Regions from separate parts of the Sus scrofa genome. Here all the other regions are linked to region 3. Evidence: chromatin contacts called from public Hi-C data. All regions are on one chromosome and are shown on one strand. Each heading gives the region's core, a stretch centred on a gene start, on an enhancer-like site or on the middle of the called end of the contact. The rest is flanking DNA. Distances are from core to core; before and after follow the strand shown. Region 1 holds the start of HDAC6 (histone deacetylase 6). Region 2 holds the start of OTUD5 (OTU domain-containing protein 5). Region 3 holds the start of WAS (wiskott-Aldrich syndrome protein). Region 4 holds the start of TIMM17B (mitochondrial import inner membrane translocase subunit Tim17-B). Region 5 holds the start of PIM2 (serine/threonine-protein kinase pim-2).

What was found. A called contact is a pair of places that touch in the nucleus more often than the background predicts.
Region 1: a Hi-C map of liver shows a contact between it and region 3, with 5 times the contacts expected there. The contact joins the promoter of HDAC6 here to the promoter of WAS in region 3. A contact is called at or near these places in 2 of 5 promoter capture datasets (fetal liver and liver), 8 of 47 Hi-C or Micro-C datasets (alveolar macrophages, embryonic fibroblasts, heart right ventricle and 3 more) and 1 of 2 datasets of contacts at active chromatin or transcription factors (alveolar macrophages).
Region 2: a Hi-C map of embryonic fibroblasts shows a contact between it and region 3, with 1.8 times the contacts expected there. The contact joins the promoter of OTUD5 here to the promoter of WAS in region 3. A contact is called at or near these places in 2 of 5 promoter capture datasets (fetal liver and liver), 2 of 47 Hi-C or Micro-C datasets (embryonic fibroblasts and heart right ventricle) and 1 of 2 datasets of contacts at active chromatin or transcription factors (alveolar macrophages).
Region 4: a Hi-C map of liver shows a contact between it and region 3, with 7 times the contacts expected there. The contact joins the promoter of TIMM17B here to the promoter of WAS in region 3. A contact is called at or near these places in 1 of 5 promoter capture datasets (liver), 3 of 47 Hi-C or Micro-C datasets (embryonic fibroblasts, heart right ventricle and liver) and 1 of 2 datasets of contacts at active chromatin or transcription factors (alveolar macrophages).
Region 5: a Hi-C map of liver shows a contact between it and region 3, with 7 times the contacts expected there. The contact joins the promoter of PIM2 here to the promoter of WAS in region 3. A contact is called at or near these places in 4 of 47 Hi-C or Micro-C datasets (heart right ventricle, liver and skeletal muscle) and 1 of 2 datasets of contacts at active chromatin or transcription factors (alveolar macrophages).

Annotation. Positions count from the first base shown.
Region 1 is chrX:42,916,594-42,919,293 of Sscrofa11.1, reverse strand. It overlaps HDAC6 (histone deacetylase 6), which reads right to left and starts at 1,383. Exons shown (of 29, transcript XM_003360315.5): 1 at 1,233-1,383; 2 at 40-162. The coding sequence starts at 132. It overlaps LOC110257658 (a long non-coding RNA gene), which reads left to right and starts at 1,371. Exons shown (of 6, transcript XR_002340570.1): 1 at 1,371-1,456.
Region 2 is chrX:43,028,221-43,030,920 of Sscrofa11.1, reverse strand. OTUD5 (OTU domain-containing protein 5) reads left to right here and starts at 1,450. Exons shown (of 9, transcript XM_003484107.4): 1 at 1,450-2,700. The coding sequence starts at 2,225.
Region 3 is chrX:42,773,341-42,776,115 of Sscrofa11.1, reverse strand. WAS (wiskott-Aldrich syndrome protein) reads right to left here and starts at 1,519. Exons shown (of 13, transcript XM_021080063.1): 1 at 1,301-1,519.
Region 4 is chrX:42,974,918-42,977,815 of Sscrofa11.1, reverse strand. It overlaps TIMM17B (mitochondrial import inner membrane translocase subunit Tim17-B), which reads left to right and starts at 1,529. Exons shown (of 6, transcript XM_003360308.4): 1 at 1,529-1,943; 2 at 2,801-2,898. The coding sequence starts at 1,771. It overlaps PQBP1 (polyglutamine binding protein 1), which reads right to left and starts at 1,170. Exons shown (of 6, transcript NM_001246668.1): 1 at 1,085-1,170. The coding sequence starts at 1,151.
Region 5 is chrX:42,997,192-42,999,891 of Sscrofa11.1, reverse strand. It overlaps PIM2 (serine/threonine-protein kinase pim-2), which reads left to right and starts at 1,317. Exons shown (of 6, transcript XM_003360311.4): 1 at 1,317-1,605; 2 at 1,740-1,849; 3 at 2,561-2,611. The coding sequence starts at 1,545.

The DNA of each region.
Region 1 (2,700 bases), core at 134-2,633, 140 kb before region 3:
CTCCCCCTCCCCCTCAAGAGGGCCGGTCAGGGGCCTCACCGAGGTGACGCTGGAGTCGTGTGGGGGGGAGTGGGGGTTGTGCCTACTTCTTCGCTGCCTGGTTGTGGTGGAATCCTGGCCGGTGGAGGTCATGGCTGGGGAGACTTCACCCCTGACGCGGTTCTGGGGGGTGGGATGGAGGTGACTGAGAAGGGGCCCCGAGCGCCCTGAAGACCCCTCATCCCAGCCCCTTCCCAGGCCCCGCCCCCTACGCTAGCCTCCATCCCTTAGGCTATCTATTCCCCACCACCTCTAAACTCCGCCTCTCTCAAGGCTCTCTCCCTCCAAGGGGGTGTCCATTCCACTTGGTCCCGCCCATTCCACGAGGCTCCACCCCTTTACACTATTCTTTACCCTTTCGGTCTGGCTCTTTCACAGAGCAATTAACCCCCTGGCCCAGTCCTGATCTAAGCCAGCCCTTGCCAGCTAATCACCGCCCCTTTCACTCTATCAAGCCCCATTCCCAGATCCTTTCATTCCTCAAAGCCTCGCCCAGACCCCACCCCTTCGCAAACCTGCCCTGGCCAGCCAATCTCCCAGGATAATCACCCACCCTTTCACTCAGCCAGCCCCAGCCCCGGGCCCCGACTCCACCCTTAACGATCCACTTAACTCCACCCCTTATCGGGCTGGACCGGCACCTTCCACTAGGCTAGATCCCGCCCCTAACGTTTCAAGGAGCCCAGCTCCTCAGGGGACTGCCCTTTCCCTTCCGCCAGGCTCCACCCCCTGCCCAGGCCCAACCCCAAACGCTTCCCCAAGCCCCTACAGCCATTTCCGAGCCCCTCCCCCAGACCCGCCCCCCCCTCCCCGCCCCCGCTGTCGACGTTGACGAATCCCTCCACTCACTTGGCGCAGCCCCTTTCTCAAACTCCGCCCTTGGCGCGCGCCGCCAATTTCTCGGCGACCTGTAGGGCCGCGGGTGCCTGAGCCTCTCTTTTCCATTGGGCCAGATCTCTCTACAGCCCGCCCCGATCCCGCCCACACCGGGGAGAGCCGGCCTTGCGCCTCCAGCGGAACGCACAAACGGCGGATCAGCGCGTCAGTGCGCGACGCTGGCCGTGCCGCGCCTGCGTGAAGCGCGCGCCGGCTGCCTGACGCGGCGCTCGGGCTCAAGCTTCTCCCCTCCCCCAATCGCCACAGCTGTCACCCTGGCGGTCGTGACCGCGGTTTCTTTGTCCCTGTCCAGTTACCTTAGGAGCCCACCGGACTCGCGCCAACTGTACCGTGCGGTGACTCAAGAGTGCAAGCAAGCAAGCGAGGGAGTTAGGAAAGGGCGTCTTCTCCCTGCCCCCTGGCTTCCCGCGCGGCGCGCCGTGATGACGTAGCGCGGGCGGGCTGGTGGCTGGGCCTGGAGCGCGGTGGAAATTGGACGAGGCTGGTGGCGGCCAAAAAGGGAGTGGTGATGATGACAAATGTGAGAATTTTCTGAGTTCATATTCACTAAGGTGGTACGCAAGGAAGCACTCACCAAATGTTAGCTATTAATAGTCTGCCGCGAAAATGGATGGTGGAATGGAAGGGGGAATGATCGTGACGATAGCAAGTTGTATGTGACAGGCATTGTCGTAAGCCACAGTTCTATGAGGTACTTCCCAGTACTAAGGCTGCTTTGCAGATAAGGAAACTGAGGTTATGGGACTTAGCCATGTGACTTTGGGCAAGTTACTGAACGACTCTGTGCTTCAGTTTCCTCCTCTGGGAAATTGTGATAATAGTGCCGGGGAGTCAGAATGGACCTTGGGAGGGGAGTTTTTCTTGGGTGACAGCTCTTCCTGTCTGCTCCCTCCAGTGGGTAACCTCTGCACGCAAGCTGGAATAGAAAGTGTATGGGTAGGGGGGAGTTGCGCCCCCCCCCCACAATGCGCCCTCCCAACTCTCTCCCACCCCATGGCTAAATGTCTGAATATCAGCCTCGCAGGAGGCCGGTTTGTCCTCCTAATCTCCCTCTCTCATTCTTCACCATTTCCTACCGGGCTGTAGGCTGGGGCGGGAGAGATAAGGGGTCTGGGGTTCAGCATCGCTGACTAACCAACAGATTGACAGCCCCACCGCCCAGTAGCTGGGCCCTCTGACACTCTTGCAAACCCGTTTCAACCTAGTCTTCCCTTCCACTCTTTTCCTACCTGAACGTGTCTTTTGTCCCAGTGGAAGAGGGTCGCAGCTAAAAGACCTTTACACCTCCACGTACGCCAGAGAAAACATGTATATGCAGTGATAAACACAGAGGAACGTTCTGAGGTGATGCTTGCAAAGTGAAAGAGTAGGGAGTCTTGTAAGGGCCAAGACCCACTTTTTTTGTATAGTCAGAAGGGAGGTTTCTGTACAACAAAGGTTGGCAAACTTTTTCTGTAAAGGGCCAGATAGTAAATATTTTAGGTTTTGCAGGCCACATACTGGCCTCTGGGGCATTTTCTTCCTTCCTTTTCTTTCTTTCACTTTCTCTTTTCTTTTCTTCATCTTCTTTTTTTAGGGCTGCACTCGCAGCATATGGAGGTTCCCAGGCTAGGGGTCCAGTCGGAGCTGTAGCTGCCGGCCTACACCACAGCCACAGCCACAGCCACACCAGTTTGGAGCCGTGTCTGAGACCTACACCAGAGCTCAGTGCAATGCCGAATCCTTTAACCCACTGAGCCAGGCAAGGGATTGAACCTGCGTCCT
Region 2 (2,700 bases), core at 201-2,700, 250 kb before region 3:
AGGAGATTTTTGCAGTAGTGCAATTGGCAGGTGATGGTGGCTTAGACCGGGAAGTGGCAGTAAGAGTTGGAAAGTCAAAAGATTTCAGAGATAGAAGTGGCAAGACTTGGGATCAACAGGTATGTGGAAGTTGAGGAAGAAGGAGCAGTTGACTTCCAAGTTCCCTGGCTTGGGCAAAGGCTGGGTGTCATTCATTCACTGTCAGTGGGAACATCAAAGCTGTTGCACACATAATGACAGGCACATAGCAACTACTTGGTAAAGGCTACCTACAATTATTATTGTAAGTTCAGATCCAGATGTGTAATGCTGGACAAATATCCAGCAGGGAGTGGGATATAGGGTTGAGTGAGACGGTCACGAGAAGAATCAGTATGATAATGTGCGCAGGCATTTTGCACAGTTCCCTAAACACCATAAGCCCATTAAGTCTCATGAGCTGAAAACACCACCAAAAAAAAAAAAAAGAAAGAAAGAAAAAGAAAACACAGCTCTATTCTGTTTATTACTGCCACCCTTCAGTAAGAACTTCAACTAGGGTTGGCATCTGAAGGGAGAAAATTAGGTGGCACTCAGAAGAGCTTGTATTGCTTGGTTCCTAAGATTGGCAGGGAACCCTCACCTCTCCCGACACCTTCGTGGTTCGTGAGCTCATCTGAATTCTCCAACTGCACCCTGAGGTAGTTTGGGCAGGCATTATCATTCTTGTTTCACACAGAGGTAACAAGAGGTAAAATTTACACAATGACTTGCTCAAGGTCAGACAGTTGGTAATGGTTCGCCCATGCCTGGAACAGAGGTCGTCCTGACTCCAAAGCCTGAGATCCTTTCCTTTGCACTGACATGCAGAATAATTAATTGAGCACTTACTGTGTCCTAGGCACAGCGGGAGGCCCTTTGTAAGCATTAATCTCTGAGGCGTAAATTGGAATGATCATGGCCATTTTATAGAGAAGTGGAAATTGAGGATTGGGTGGGTTTTAAATGGCTTGCCAGAGATCACTCAGGAGTGGCAGAGCCAGGATTAGCTTTTAGTTCTCCATCCGTGCAGTAGCAGGAATTTTACCAACCTCATTGTGAAACGCTGGTTGGTGACGGAGCTGGTTTATAAACTTCGCTCGATTCAGGTACACTCAGTTTGGGGGTGCGGGGGGAGGAGAAGAAAAAAAGAGGTGTGGGGGGGTGGAGAGGAAAAGGCTTTGCCGCGCCTGCGCACTAGCCACAGGGGCGGGGAGGTCAACGCGAGGGCGAGAGTGCGGCTGTGCCAGAGAGGGCGTGTCTGCTTTCCAAACACCCCCTGTCCCCACGGTTCAGTCTGTCCCAAGGTTGGCCCGTCCGACGTGAGTGACGATATCTCTTAACCAATCACCGCAGAACTAGGCTTGTTGCCAGGGTGAAGCGGCGCCCGCCTCCTCACCGGATGTGGATTTGCAGGTGGGTGGAACCGGAACTGACGCTTCAGGGTCTAGCTAAGCTCTGGGAGTGTTGATATTTTCCTGTCAGTCCGGCTGACTGCAGCCAAGTTGGAAGCCTGGAAGGGAGGCGATTTTAAAACTGTCGTGTGCGGGGCAGGCCACGCTGTCCAGTTGCAGTACCCCCGCTTGCGAGTCAGAGCCTCGGGGAGAGAAGAGCAGGACGGGGACGACGAGAGGAAAGGCAAGGAACGAGGGTGCCGACTTTGACTGAAATCTGAGACGGAGGGCAGGGGAGGGCGATTATTCGCTTCTGATTGGCCCGTGGGCATCACCGAGGACCCACGCAGCCGCTTCGATTGGTTGGTACCCGCAATTGTTGTGGCGGCGGTGAAGATTTTGCCCACGTACTTCCGAGAGAGAGGCGGGGCTGTGCCCCGGCGCGCGTGCGCAACGCCCCGGGCCCCACCCGGTAGTTCAAGAACCTGCGAGGGGGCGGGGCGAAGAGGTGCTTGTTTTGGTTCTGTTTCCTTTGAAGCCGAAGGCCGGAACGAGCGTAGCAATAATCTTGCTGGACTTGGGGAGAAGGCTACGACAGGCTCGCACCGGTGCCTTCATCTTGGACTTCACATCCGGGTTCTCCAGCCGCGTGACCTGCGCGCCGCCGACGGTTCGAGAACCGGTGCCGCGATCTCTTTATCCGGGTCCCGGCGATCCCGTCGTGCTTCGCGCACCACTGTAGCCCCCTCATCCGGGTCCTCTCCCAGCGTGCCCCGCGCCGGGTTTGCTGGGGGGTACTCGGCAGTGCCGCCATGACTATTCTCCCCAAAAAGAAGCCGCCGCCTCCCGACGCCGACCCAGCCAACGAGCCGCCGCCGCCCGGGCCGCTGCCCCCGGCGCCGCGGCGCGGCGGGGGTGTAGGCGTGGGCGGCGGTGGCACGGGCGTGGGTGGTGGCGACCGCGACCGTGACTCGGGCGTCGTGGGGCCCCGTCCCCGAGCTTCGCCACCGCCTCAGGGCCCGCTCCCGGGGCCACCAGGTGCACTCCACCGCTGGGCGCTGGCCGTGCCGCCCGGCGCCGTGGCGGGACCCCGGCCACAGCAGGCCTCTCCTCCTCCTTGCGGGGGTCCCGGCGGTCCCGGCGGCGGTCCTGGTGACGCGTTGGGTGCAGCGGCAGCGGGGGTGGGCGCGGCGGGCGTGGTGGTGGGTGTGGGCGGCACCGTGGGCGTGGGCGGCTGCTGCTCCGGGCCGGGCCACAGCAAGAGGCGGCGTCAAGCCCCCGGGGTTGG
Region 3 (2,775 bases), core at 270-2,769:
GGCAAATAGGCACTTTAGGGACCCTCAGGAGATGGGCTGATTTCTAGTCCTGGTGGGGGTGGAGCGAGGAAAGGGCATGCACAGAAAAGCAGAGACACCTGTGGACATTAGAATTGCTCAGTGGAGGGGTTCCCATTGTGGCGAAGCGGGCATGAACCCAAGTAGTATCCATGAGGATGCAGGTTGGATCCCTGGCCTCACTCAGTGGGTTAAGGATCCAGTGTTGCCTTGAGCTGTGGTGTAGGTTGCAACTGATGCTCAGATTGCACATTGCTGTGGCTGTGGCAAAGGCCAGCAGCTACAGCTCCAATTGGACTCCTAGCTTGGGAACTTCCATATGCCTCGAATGTGGCCCTAAAGAGCAAGAAAAAAAGGGGGGGGGGAATTGCTCAGTAGATAGAACCCATTATGAAGCCTCCAGCTTTGGCTCTGGCTCTGGCACTTACCAGTTGTTAACCTCTAGGTGCCTCAGTTCTCTCATCCATAAAGTGGAGATAATAATAGCAGTTAAGACTGTTGTGAAGACTGAATAAACTCATTCAAGTCGAATGATGAGGACATAACACGTTATAATTAGTCATCGGTGTGTGTTTTCATGAAGTAGCCCAGTAACTTGGAGATAAATGAACTATCCCTCCCTCAGCCTAGCATTGTCACCCCTGTCCCAATCCTCTCCTCACTGTCCTCCATTAGACGTTCAGGTCCAACCATCATTGGCGGATGGTCAGAGACCTTCCCACTGCCCTTTCTCTATGTTTCCTTGCTGCAAAGCCCAACTCAGAGATCCATTCTCTGGGACCATCCAAGACTCCTCCAAAGCCAGGACATACTCCTAGAGACCTCCCTGCCAAACTCGAAGTCCCACCCACCACGTTTTATGCCCTCCTCCTTCCACCTGCAGGGGAAAACACCGTGCCAGCCAGCCTTCTCCTTCCCTTCTAGGCTGGTGCTGCTAACCTTGGACCAGGCGGAAGCCAAAGGTGCCCTCGTAGTCCCTACACTGCCCACAACCTCAAAGTCACCACCAACGCTCCCTAAATGGGTACTCCCTACCTCTCTACCACGATCTGTGACCCCCAAGTGTCTATTTCCCAGCCTGTGTGACACCAGAAGGGTCCACACCCGAATTTGTATGACTCTAGGAGTTTCCACTTTCCGGTCTCTGAGTACCAGGGACCGCCCACACCCTTGACAGGGAGCCCAGGAGTAATCCATTCCTGCAGCCTGGAACGGACTACTGAGGGCCGGGGGTGGGGGTTGGGGGGGGACGCAAAATGGAACAGTCTGCCCAGGATCGTACCACTGCGGAGAGGGTGGCCATCTTGTAAGAAACAATTTTGTTTGTGGTGGAGGAAAAAAACGGCTGCCTCATTCCCTAATGGAGAAAGGACTGTCGCCATCCTGCTTGTCCCAAGATTCCTGTACCGTCCTCCCGACTCCCAGCCGCTTCAGGGGGGTGTGCTCACGCTGGTCGCGCCCTCAGCAGCTCTTACACCCGCCATCTTAAACCACTCTCACCGTCCCCTCTATTCCTTAATTTCGAAGTAGCTCGCTAAGCAGCGGAGCCGGTAATTGGCTCAGGGGTGGGGAGAGCAGGATCCAGGGCTCTGATTGGTCGATAGTCAAATTCTCCTCCCAGCTCTTCTTTGAAGCTGCAAGGGTTCGGAGAATAACACAGCCCCGCCTCCGCTTCCGCGCTCCGGGCTTCCATTGGTCACGGGTTCGGAGCATGCGCAGTGGGTGCCAGACCCTTGTGCCTGGCCTCTTAAGCTGCACTTTGGGGCTTTCGTGTGATGGGTTCGAATACCGCCTCGGAGGTTCAGATTGTTTACGTGTAGAAGGGGTAAAAATTAATGTTTACTCCTGGGGGTTAGTAAGATCACACACCAGGGCGTGGTGCCTAGTGCACTGAGCCATACAATCGTAAACTCTGTAACTATCCCACTAGGGTTTTCTTGCCACTGCCCAGGGGTTCTTGCATTCATTATTCTCTAGTCAAAACAAAAGGCGTTCTTTGAGTTTTAGGAAAACTCTCAGAAGTTACTTTAAATAAAAGTACATCTTGCCACAATAGGATGAGCACAGTTGGGCCAGGACTGAAAATTGCGGTGAACATCTTGTGGTCTTCAGATATGATGTACTAAAATTATTAATTTTACTCCTGAAAAGACTGGTACAAAATTACAGGAGTTCAAAGCCCTGACAGCGAGGCCTTTGACAAAATGTATTTAAGAGAATACAAACTTTACCCAGTATTCAATGTTGTGCAAAGCGATGGTTAGGCCTGGTCAGACCACGACAGGATTGCTATGATTGCTAGGTGTTATTTAATGTACATCACAGTGATACCTACTTTAAAGTCTGCAATGTTTACATTATATATGTAAACTAAACTATAAGTCTAGATTATATGCATTATATAAATATAAATACATACATGATTCACAGGGATATAGATGGTATAGGTGGGGCCCCAGTTCACTGGCCTGGGTCAGTCACATGCTGAAAGGGAGGGGACTGTTGATCATTTAACACAGTGCCCCCAATTTTAGGAAGCCTGTGCCCTGAGTCTCCCGCTTTCACCAGACGGGACAAATTTCTCTTAATTCACTCAGAAACTCCAAGTGTATGCCCAGCACTGCCTCCACTGCTGAAAACACAAGCAGGCCTTTGTATCAGCTCTGATTCTATTACAAGTGTGCATATGGGCACTTGAGGTGCTGGGTAGAAAAAAATCGAAAGGTCAGTTAAAGTGTGAGCACTTGGTCATCACTA
Region 4 (2,898 bases), core at 280-2,779, 200 kb before region 3:
TAAGAAACGTACCACGGGCACAAGGCCCGGTATTCAGTAAGCTTAAAATAAATATCAATGACCATTATCCGTATTATTAACCAAAGATCTATGCTTGGCACACAACAAACCTGTAATAGATGTCACCTGTCAATAAAGTGAAAATGAGTTTTCCAGTACACGGCCACACCTTAGCCCAAAATAGATGCCAACTTTTACTGTAATGACAGTAAGGTATAAATACTGGCAACGGCAGCACAGCAGGCCAAAATGACAGATCCTATCATTATCCTTGTTTTGTTTTTTGTTTTTTTGCCTTTTCTTGGGCCGCTCCCGCGGCATATGGAAGTTCCCAGGCTAAGGGTCCAATCGGAGCTGAGCTGCCAGCCTACGCCAGAGCCACAGCAACGCCAGATCCGAGCCGCGTCTGCGACCTACACCACAGCTCACGGCAACGCTGGATCCTTAATCCACTGAGCAAGGCCAGGGATCGAACCCGCAACCTCATGGTTCCTAGTCGGACTCGTTAACCACTGCGCCACGACAGGAACTCCCCTACCATTATTTTACATACTGTAAACCATAATGCATATGCCAGCCACTTAAGCAGACCCGAAATACATGTCAGTTATTGAACTGGTGAACAAGTCGGTATATATCGCCTGAACAGTACCTGGCTCTACAGTAGATCTGAAAAAAATGTTACCTACTAGTATGGTAAAGAACAAAATATCAGCCTCCTCCCACTGTATTTGGTCCAAAAGAGGCTGTAATAGATGTCAGTTTACTATTAATATCCTTAGATACTCTTCCAGGGATCGATTGGATTAAATCTGGCGTATGAAGATCCAAGATAAGCATCAGCTGTCAGTATTAGGTACGACTAAAGCTGAAATGTCTATTCCCTGCCCCACCCCCACCGTAGGCGTCCGCGCGCACGCGGTAGGAATCGGCGTCAGGAATACGTATTGTTTACAACAAAATGTCTGCCAGCCCACTGCTTGGTATATAGTAGGCCCATACTAGGGATCGAGTGGCAATATCAACAACAAAGTGCCTGTCAAGCCTGGCACATGGTAGGCCCATCTGCTCTTAGCTCTCTCACCGGGCTCGAGATGTTTGAGGATGCCTCTCTTGGCCAAGCGGGTCTGCAACGCAACGGGCAGCGGCATAGCGGGTAGCAGACAGACCTAGGGAAGGACAGACGAGAAAGCAGTTCAGATAAGGATTTGAATCTGGAGCTCGTAAGCAAGCGCCTCTCCCCAACATGCACTCATCTAGACTCCCACCTACCCACCTGCACCAGGAGCTGGGCAACAGAACCTACCCGCTAAAAGGTGGAAGGGATAAACGGCAGTATCACCGAAATTCTCGCCAACTCTCCTCTCCAGGCGGGGTGCTCCGGGACAGGACTCCTCTCCCAGGCCTCCTCTCCCAGGCCTAGGCTCCACCCATCGCCGAAGGGGCCAAGCGCCGCTCCCCCGCGCCCCAGAAATGGGCTCACCCAACGTCCCCCAAAGACTGCCGGGTGGAAGGAACCAAGGAGCAGGGGTGGGGGGAGCAGGGTTTCCTCTAGCTCCAAAAAATGCGCCCACCCCGACATTACCAATACAGTCACGCGGGTTGCGGAAGGCTGTCAGACTGTCGGCCTCTCTCTCGACGCCTTTATGATCGCCAGGACCACGACTCTTTTTCTCCTGAGGGAAAGAATGAGGCCCTCTCTCCCTGAGCCAGAGGTAACTGGGCGACGCTCGGGCTGCAGAGAACAGATGACGGAAACCTAACTGGCCAATGAGAGTGCGCCTTGGCCTGACGTCTGGCGAAAGGACCCAATCATTACCTTGGAATAGGTGGAAAGCTCGGGCGCCTGTGTGCGTTTACAGTGGGGGTGTGGCCCGGCCGGGATTTAGCCAGACTGCGCGGCCGGACGCCGGCGCCATGGAGGAGTACGCTCGGGAGCCTTGGTACGGCGAGGGGCACAGGCCTCGGGACTCTTGCTGCGGCGCCACGGCCAGCGGTGGGAGGCGGGCGGGGGAGGCGCTGGCTACACAGCGCCACGTCCCAGACTCGGGAGACTTTTAAACGTTTGTTGTCTCCTTCCGCTCCCGTCCACTTGTTTCCTTACTTGGGCTCCGTTAAGAGGGGCCACAACTGTGTGCTTGAAGGAGCTGGTGCGGTGCAGGACGAACCACTCCACGTTTCCCTTGACTCTTGTCCCCGGTCCCTCTTGTTAACGGAAAGAGACACGTTGGTCGAATCCATTCCAGCCGGGGGGTGGTGTGTTGCTAGGCGGAAATCCCCAGGGTTACCGCGCGTGGTTTTTCCCAGGTCCCTTTGGTGAATGGAGGCGGGGCTTGGGTGAGCCCACTGTGGGCAAGGAGGGGGTGTCGGATCGTCCCCACGGTCTGCAGCTAGGTTTTTCCTCCCTCGTGCAAGGTGAAGAAAGGGAAGAGCGTGGCTGGACGAGCTCATTGTCGGAGGAGGGGGTGCGACCCCCGTTGTACTTTACAGTGCCAGCTTGTTAACACTTCCGTAGCGCTTATTTAAACGTGCCCACTCTTTGCTTGCAATCAAGTCATTTAATCTTTGCTAGCAGTAAACCAGTTGGCTGTGAAGGAGAGGGGCGGACAAGGGCAACGACTAATGTTTTTCCCCCTTCCGCACTGTTTCTTTGCGAGAATATGGAGGAAAATACCCTCTTTATTATTTGAAGTGCTGCTCCCCATTTGAGTGACGTAGTTTCTCCCAGCTGGAAAGTGTCCTTGTGACATAAAATGGGGGAGGGCTCACATTAACCCTATCCTCCCCTTCCCGCTTGCAGCCCATGGCGAATTGTGGATGATTGCGGTGGAGCCTTCACTATGGGTGTTATCGGCGGTGGAGTCTTCCAGGCCATTAAGGGCTTCCGCAATGCCCCTG
Region 5 (2,700 bases), core at 68-2,567, 220 kb before region 3:
CGTCTGCTGTATGTGTGTGTCTGTGACTGTGACTGGATCTGTCCATGTCTGTTTTTGTGACACTGCCTATCTGTTGCTCTAGCACCTAAGTATATGTCTGGCTTTGGAGCAGTGCATGTGTGTCTCTGGAGTGTTTGTGTGTGTTCCTGTGTCAGACTCTGGGTCTCTCGTTTCTGGAACAGTACAAGTCTTTTCTGTGACACTGCATGTCTGATGGTGCCAGTGTCTTCGTCACAAGTTCTGGCTGTGTGTCTGGCAGGACATATCTGTGTCCTCGTTACATGTAGGTCTATGTGAATCTCTCTGGAGTGCCTTTCTGTAACAGTGCATCTCTCGAGTGTCATTCTGGAACTTGACTCTGGCAGCATGCCTGCCTGACAGTGGATGTCTGTCTATGTGTGACAGTAGGTATCTGCATGTGTGTCTAGGACAAGCTCACATGAATGGCGGCACATGTTTGTGTATTTCTCTCGCGGCAGTTCTGTGTGTGTCTTTGGAGTGCCTGTCTCTCTTCCTGCGGCACGAGAGCTATTTTCCCCAAATCTGTGACTTGACCACCTCCCGGAGCTCTCTCAGTCCGTCTCTCTCATCCGGAAGCATGCCCAAGAAGCCACCCCCACTCTGGCTTGCTCCCATCCCCAAGAACCCCCCCCCCCGCGCGCGCGCCCCATTCGCCATTCCAGATTCTAGATCTGCTGACTGGGCTCACAGCCAGGTCTAGGCAGGTCTGTCTAGGTTAAGGGCTGCACAAACAGCCCGCAGGCCGTGGCCTCCGGGTGTGGGAACACTGCCCTTGACCAGTGCTCCTCCCACGGTGGTGAGGGAGGTTAGCCCTCCCTGACGGCTGAACAGGTTCTTCCAGGATCCTCAGCTTCAGTTTCCGGGCGGAGGCTGCCAGTCGCCTAAAGGGCTCTGGTTCTGGTGTGAGGAGCACCCTTTGGAGACCGGCCGGGATTCTTAGAAGCCTTAGAAGGCCTGGCGTTATCTCCGGCGGCGGCAAAGCAACTTCCTAGAAAAGGAGGCGGTGCATTGAATTTTTTTTAAGTTTATATATCCACGTACACACACTTACATAAAAACAACCCTGCGCAACAACCAAAACAAACGCGGTTGCTGCAAAAGGGATTCCCATAACCAGTTTCCTCTTCGCGCGCGCCCCCCTTATTTGCATGCAGGCCCCGCCCCCGAGGAAGATCCGGGCATGTATTTGCATAAGGGTGCTTGGAACGTTGAGGGTGGTATGCAAATAAGGACTGGCTCCGATTGGCTGGGGTGCAGCAGGTGCCGCGTCCGGATTGATCAAAGCCAAGTGGGCGGGGCCGTCGCCCGGGGCGACTCTCTCGGGAGGCGCGTGCCCTGTCTCAGTAGCGTCGGGGCTGGCGCGCGCGGCGAATCTTAACATCGCGCTGTTTGCCGGCGCCTCTGGGCCACCAGTTTCCTTACCTTCCACCCTGGCGCCCCCCAGTCCTGGCTCCCCAGCCTCGCTGCCCCGGGCGTCCACGCCCTGCGGGCTCAGCGGGCTCAATCTGCGCAGCTCCTCCTCCATGTTGACTAAGCCTCTGCAGGGGCTGCCCGTGGCCCCCATGACCCCCACGCCGCCGCCAGGTGAGAGAGGCTCCCCTACGGCGACCAGGCCGGGCGGGCTGGGGTGATTGAGGGCGGCGCGGGGGGGAGGGGGAGAGGGTCGTGGCCGGCCTCTGCACGCCGCCACCCTGACTTCCCCGCCTCCGCCTGCGTAGGAGGCAAGGATCGAGAAGCGTTCGAGGCCGAGTACCGACTCGGCCCCCTCCTGGGTAAGGGGGGCTTTGGCACCGTCTTCGCAGGACATCGCGTCACAGACCGACTCCAGGTATCCACCACGAGGGTCTTGGGAGGGCCAGGTGTGTGTGTGGCGGCGGCGGGAGCCCGGGGGCTGGGATGCTAATTGACCAGAGAATAAGCGTACAATGTGCGTGTGCTAGGGTCATGAAGGCCGGGATCCGGGTTACTGGGGGTATCCTGGTGCGCGCGCGGGTGCGCGCGCAGACGCGCGGGCGTGGGGGGGGGCGGTCCAGGTGGGTATGTGGGGGGAACGGAGCGGTGGGTTCAAGGCAAGGATTGTGGAGGTCCCGAGAGTGAGACTGGGGAGTGGGGGAGGGGGGAAATCATGAGGATTCTAGACCTTGGAATCCAGGAGAGGTGTATATGTGTGGGAAGGTGGGGACCCAGAGCTGAGATTTGGGGGATTTTGGAGGCAGGTGTCCAGGATGGAGACGTGAGGATCAGAACCCACCCCCGTACAGTCCTGGGGCTGGGGAAATCGAGGGCTTGGGGTGTTAGGACATTCAGAACTCCGCACCCGGAGCGAGGGGTCCTGAAGCCTGGGGGAGAGCCCAGGGCCAAAGATGGTGGGAGAGGTGTACTCGCTTCTGGGGACCTGGAGGGCAGGGGAGAAGCTCCAGCTCATTTGAGGTTGCGGCGTGGAGTGGTTGGGACCAGAAAGACTAGGGCGAAGAGGGTCCAGACTGGGAGGGGTCTGGGGGTTCTCTGCTGGCCCCTTCAGCTCAGCTCACTTCTTCAGGTGGCCATCAAAGTGATCCCCCGGAATCGCGTGCTGGGCTGGTCCCCCTTGGTGAGTATCTTTGGAGTCCTTTTTGACCTGGCGACGCCATCTCTGACGATGGATTTCGCCTTTCTATGGTTTGTATGACTCTCTGGGCC